2 separate regions of the Gossypium hirsutum genome follow, and region 1 is linked to region 2. Evidence: chromatin contacts called from public Hi-C data. All regions are on one chromosome and are shown on one strand. Each heading gives the region's core, a stretch centred on a gene start, on an enhancer-like site or on the middle of the called end of the contact. The rest is flanking DNA. Distances are from core to core; before and after follow the strand shown.

Evidence for each region. Hi-C and Micro-C count contacts between places; a contact is called where the count stands out from the background.
Region 1: a contact with region 2 is called in a Hi-C map of leaf, with 1.5 times the contacts expected there. The contact joins the enhancer-like site here to the promoter of LOC107954280 in region 2. A contact is called at or near these places in 5 of 34 Hi-C or Micro-C datasets (anther and leaf).

The regions. Positions count from the first base shown.
Region 1 is chrD07:19,634,265-19,637,453 of Gossypium_hirsutum_v2.1, forward strand. No RefSeq gene overlaps it. Among protein-coding and RNA genes, the nearest start is that of LOC107954279, 16 kb to the right of the region's middle. Within about 2 kb of position 1,282, at least 4 of the 9 cell types and tissues checked have an H3K27ac peak or open chromatin away from gene starts, as enhancers often do. A contact at or near this core is called in leaf, where this site is marked.
Region 2 is chrD07:19,536,022-19,539,194 of Gossypium_hirsutum_v2.1, forward strand. LOC107954280 (protein SAWADEE HOMEODOMAIN HOMOLOG 1) reads left to right here and starts at 1,775. Exons shown (of 9, transcript XM_016889793.2): 1 at 1,775-2,260; 2 at 2,410-2,505; 3 at 2,836-2,898. The coding sequence starts at 2,485.

The DNA of each region.
Region 1 (3,189 bases), core at 32-2,531, 98 kb after region 2:
AAAACAAATTTAATAAAACTCCAACCTATCAGAATTTTCAAAGTTGAAGCCAAAAATACTTTCTTTTAAATACACACGAGGATTCAAACACAAGATGTAAAGGCAAGATAACAAACACCTTACCACTAAACCAACAAGCTCATTCTATCTTTAAAATGCAAAAATTATCTTAACAACCCATTCGAACTACTGACCCAACCAATAGACCTTAATACTTCTATCCCCAAATTTTGAGGTGTTACATATGCTCAAGTCTACACAAAACCTAACATTGCATTTGCAATTGGAATGTTTGGAAGATATCAGAGTAATCCAAGTGCTCAAGTCTACACAAAACCTAACATTGCATTTGCAATTTGAATGTTTGGAAGATATCAGAGTAATCCAAGTACTGGCCATTGGAGAGCTGTAAAGAAAGTTTTGAGATATCTTAAAGAGACAAAGGACTACATGCTTACGTACAAACGATCAGACAATTTGGAGGTGATTGGACTTCGATTCAGACTTTGTCGGTTATGTTGATTCATGTAAATCAATATCAGGTTAAATATTTATGTTTGTTGATGAAATTATATCTTGGAGGAGTGTCAAGCCAACCTTAACTGCTACTTCCACTATGGAGGCTAAGTTCGTTTCATGTTTTGAGGCTACCTCACATAGAGTATGGTTGAAGAGTTTTGTTTCTAGACTTAAACTTGTGGATTCGATTTCTAGGTTGATGATGATACATTGTGACAATTCAGCTGCTATCTTTATGGCTAAGAACAATAAAAGTGGAAGTCGAAGTAAACATATCGACATTAAATATTTAGCCATAAGGGAACGTGTTAAAGAAAAGAAAATGGTCATTGAGCACATTAACACTGAACAGATGTTAGTTGATCCTTTGACTAAAGGCATGCTACCACATAAATTGAAAGTTCATGTTATCACTATGGGACTTGTTCCCACCTTGTAAATTTTGGTTATATGAATGATTATAGAGAAACTCTGTTAAGTTTGATGTTTCTCATATTTTGTGCGCACATTAATTTGATTATTTTGAGAAATGTCACTAAAGTTTGGACCTAGAATAAAAATTGGGTTTATTCTTTAAGAAATTTGGGCTAAAGTGTTGAGACATGATATATTGTGATACATGGAAGATACTATTCAAATTCTAAGAGAAAATATCTCTATGATTTGTGCATTATGTTTCGACTTTAAGTATTTATGGGCAATACGAACCAAGTGGGAGAATGTTGGAATTGTTATTGGTTGGTGGGAATAACCCCCACGTTTGCTGCCCATTCCCACTCTAGCTACCCTCAACTTCCACATCTTTGCATGTGATATAGTGGGATGTGTAGTTGGTGGTTTTTTTATGGGGAACCACAACTATGAATACCAACTAGCATAAAGTCTCTAAGCACTGAAAAATCAAAAAACAAAAAATATTCCATCTTGTGAGGTTTCTGAGTGCTTAAAAGGCTTTTGTGGTTTTCAGTTTTTTGTACGACTAAATTCGACGACCTCGTCGGTTGTGCGACATGTTTGATAGTGGTGTTATAACATTTAGATTTTGACATTTATTTCAAACAATGGCCGGAAGTGTTTATGTTTGATTTTTTCCGTTGCTCTATATTGTAAATTGCTACTTACACTAACACACCAAAGACAACCTCATTGCAAATACATCAAGAATATGAGAAGATTCAATGACAAAAAAGGCACCTAAAAATAGTAACAGAGAAATGCAGATCAACCAAGAACACCAACAACCAATATCTCCGGTAAACTGAACTATCTGAATTTTATTTAATAGAAGACTAATTTTTCTGTTTACATCAATTGCTATTTATATAGCTTGAGTAATAAGTCTCAGCATGGCTAAACTAACTGCTACTAACAACCTATTAATTATCTTAACCAGAAATTACCAAATTATTAGCATTTTAGCTGGTGACTCATATGCTAATATCCAGGCATGAATAGATTACTTAAAACAAAATCATAAGCACATAACATGATTGCAGAAATAAAAAAATAAAAACAAAAGCAGGGGAAAAGGAAAGATTAGGAAATGGATGAACAGACCCATCCACAAACTTCCAATTCAACAAGAACAAGCAATCTCCACTCAAATCCTTGAAGATTCTAGCCTTCTTGAGGGTTTACAAACCAATTACAAAAGAAAACAACTAAAAAACCAGAAATTACAAACTGAAAGGCTTAGAATATTCTCCAAGGAACTCTATAAAAATGTCTAACCTCCTTAACTTTATATATACTAATGTATTGGGATAATAGAAAAATGGCGATGTGGCAAACTAGTAAAAAGAATACTTGTTCTTTAAGATTTGAAAGACTAAAAGAACGAATAGAGCTGTGTTATCTCTTAATCCAAGGAAGTTAAAATCTCAACAGCGCAAACTATCAAGGTGCTGCTGCAACATTCTCAACTTTCACAACCATCCCTAAAACCTTACAAACGGTCTTGAGTAAGACAGGAAGGCAAGGTTGATTGGGAAAAACAATTGGCCAACAATTGTCGCCCAGCTTGATGATTGCTTTGCAGCATTTAGGTTGGAGTGCATCGAACTTCTCGTGCGAAACAACCTCGTGGATTGCCTCAACGCAACCTTTTACACTTGCGAACGACATGAGGCATCCCCCAAAACCTTGGGTTTCCACTGCTGATCCCAATGAAACTGCAGCAATGCAGGTGACGAGTAGCCAAAACATGAGGAGGGTTTTCGATGTTGTTGCTTCCATGGAATGAAAATGGGTTGGGAATTTTAGCATTGTGCAACTGGGAATATATAGCGAAACTTTCGCAATCAATGTTTGTTTTAATTGAAAATTTTGGTAGTTGGCATAATGATTCGTCAACGTGCTCGTGAAGGGAAAATATATATATATATATCAGCATCTGGTTTTTGTTTTGTTTTAATCCATACACATTGCAAGGAAATTGAAGTGTTTGAAGAAGGCGGAGGACTGAAAAAAGAAAGAATATAAATTATTAAAAGTACCCCGTGACCGAAAATGAAAAGTATCCCGTGACTGACGGCAGGCTGCCACACCTGTCTTTTTCATTTCTTTATTTGTAGATAATTTAATTTTTATATTTTTATTTTTAAAAATTTAATTTTCAGTTAAATTTAAGTTCATTATCACAATTATTTTTAATTAGTAAGTTTTATTCTT
Region 2 (3,173 bases), core at 525-3,024:
TTGAAAAGTACTTTTAAAAAGTTTAATTTAAAATTTGAGTGTTTAGCGTTGATGCCAAAAAGTGTTTTTGAGAAATAAAATATTCATTTTAGACATGTTATTATCAAGTAACAAATATGCATTTAAATAATATTTAAATTTGTTAATATTATTATATTTTAGTAAGAATATAAAAAAAATATTATAACTTGTTAATATTTTAATATATGAAATATAAATTTTAAATATTTTTAAGCAATAAATATTAATTATTTATAAAATTTAATTAGAATATATAAACTATATTTTAAATATTTAAATATAACCATTAAATATTTGTAATTAGTATTTTTAAAAAATATTTTTTATTTTTAATTAATAATTTTAACACATTTGTAATTAAGCACCAAGAAAAGAAAAAGGGAAAGTACTATGTTATTGGAGGGGTGAAAAAGTAATCAAGCACTAAAAGTGCTTTTGGGAGAGGAAAAACTAAAAATTTTAGCTTCACATTTTCAAAAGTGCTTTTAAAAAATACATCTGAAAAGCCAAAAATTTCAGTCAAAAGCAGCTTGTTTAGCACAGTTTTTCTTCCAAAAGTGCTTTTGGAGTCAGAAGTGCTTTTTTTAAGCACTGCAGAACATGCCCTTACAAATATTTCTAGAATTAGGCTTGAAATCCTTGTTTAAATAACAACATAAGTCTCTAATGATTCTATGTTCAACCCATTCAAATGTATAACCATGCTCAAGTAGATGTGCTTCCCTTTGTGTTTCACTAATTAAATCAATCATAGTGGATTTAGTGAGTCCATTTTAATCAAATGATCTCTTTAAACTATTCTATGTGCATTAATCACGGATTTTGATGCATAACCGATAAGACTAGCACTTAGTAAGGAGAATGTGTATAGAAAGGTATTTGAAATTGAAAGACTATGGCAATTGATTAAAAAAAAAACTAATACTGAGTAAAAGGTAAATAATTAGTGACTACCTTGATGAGTAAGTTACCTTAAGGTTTTTAGTTTACTTCTTAAAATAAAAAACTCTTGCTCAAGAGTTAAGAATTAAAAATGTTTTTTTATAAAATAAAGAAAAGGAAAAAAAATAATGGCCATGGATCAATATTGACCTAGGTAATAGTTATATTAGATAATAGTTAATAAATGTTTGATTATAATGTTTTACTTTTATACATAAAATTTAAAAGTATCATATATTAAGAATTTAATAAAATATTAAGAATTATAGGTATATAATAACAATATTAATTTTAATAAACATTACACCAAAACAGGCTTTTAGCGGTGTTTTTAGTGGCGTTTGGATAAAAAACGCCGCTAAAAATCAAGCAAGATCAAGAATTAACAGCTTTTTTAGGAAAACGCCGCTAAAAATGAGCATTAGCGGCGTTTTCCAAAAAGTGCCGCAAAAAACCTAAGCCCAACGATGTCGTTCTTTGAGTTTTCGGGGCTTTAGCGGCGTTTTTGAAGAAGCGCCGCTAATGCTCGGGTCTTTAACGGCGTTTTTGAAGAAGCACCGCTAATGCTCGGGTCTTTAGCGGCGTTTTTGAAGAAGCGCCGCTAATGCTTAGGTCTTTAGCGGCGTTTTTGAAGAAGCGCCGCTAATGCTCTGGTCTTTAGCGGCGTTTTTGAAGAAGCGCCGCTAATGCTTGGGTCTTTAGCGGCGTTTTTGAAGAAGCGCCGCTAATTCTCGGGTATTTAGCGGCGTTTTTAAAAAAGCGCCGCAAAAAATATTTTATTATTTATTATTTTTTTCCTCCTCCTTTTCCCAAAATCGATTCCCCCCACTCTTTTTCCTCTTAATTCCTTTCTCCCCTACCCCGATTCCCTTTATTTTCCCCCCAATTTCCCCAAATCGGTAGCCCTTTTATTTTTCCCAAATCATTTCTCCCTCTAACCCGATTCCCTTTATTTTTCCCCCCAATTTCCCCAAATCGGTAGCCCTCTGCATTTCCTCATCTTCTTCCTCACATTTCATTCGTCCCAAAAAACATTTCTATTCCTCTTTTATACAAACAAAAAACAATGGCTACACCGTTGCTTCATCTTCTTCCTTTACCATGCTTCATTTAGCTTCATTGTTCTCCATTTTTGTATTAGTTAACGCAAGAATCCCTGCCCCGGTGTTTACACTGGTGGATCCTGGGAAACTGCTCATGTCACTTTCTATGGCGGCAACATTTGTCAACTTTGTTTACCTAATGTCTTAATGATCTATAGATGATTTCATATTTTCTATAGGCTCATCTTCTGAAGGTCTATGTTAGTTCATATTTTCTATTTCTGTTTTACATAATAAGGCACCTTTATGGGGTCCTTTAAGATGAATGTCCATGTGAATGTTATTATTTCTCGTCCAAGTCTCTTTATTTGTGCCACAACTGATTTTCCTTTTTAATTTGTAGGTTACATCTCCAAGTGCTTTACCATAGATCTTTAAAACACGCAATGTCTGCTTCCATGTTAGTTGATATTGTTAAATGTGTCGCTACATTTTTCAGGTAAATGAAGTCTTTCTATGATCTCTACTGCTTGGGACTCATGCCAGTTTATTATTTTATGTTTGGCTAGATTCTTAACTCCTTATTGGCTTATCAATTGGAAAATTGATATTTGAGCGAAGAATCTTTTCTGCAACTCTAGTTAGCAAAAAAGAAGAAAAGGTGAAAGATCATATAGAATTGAATCAAAAACTACAAAAAGGCGCTTAAATTGGCTTGGATATACCCTGTTTTTGAAACTTAAAGACTTTAGGTTTTCAAAATTATATAAATTTAGGCACTCTTAATCTCCAATTGTATGATCTCAGTTACCCCACTAACTGTTTCCAGTGTTTGATGGATCGTCTAAGCCCAAGACAGAGGCCGGTCTTCTCTGGGTTTACAAAAGCTGAGGTAATAAAATTCTTTCGTTTCTTTTTCAAATGGCATTTCTTTATCTGGGTATTTTACAAGCTTCTTAATTTCTTAACAAATGTGCAGTTTTAGCTCTTACTTTTTGCTTATATTCATGGTTCTTTTTAAAGTTTTTTTTCACGTTTTTGTATTCATATGATATTATCAATATTAGTTTTCTTTATGAATGAATTGTTTTAGAAATTAGCTCCAAATCATGGTGTCTAGAATCTACAACAAATGGTGATATGGAATTTTTACATACTTTCAGGTTT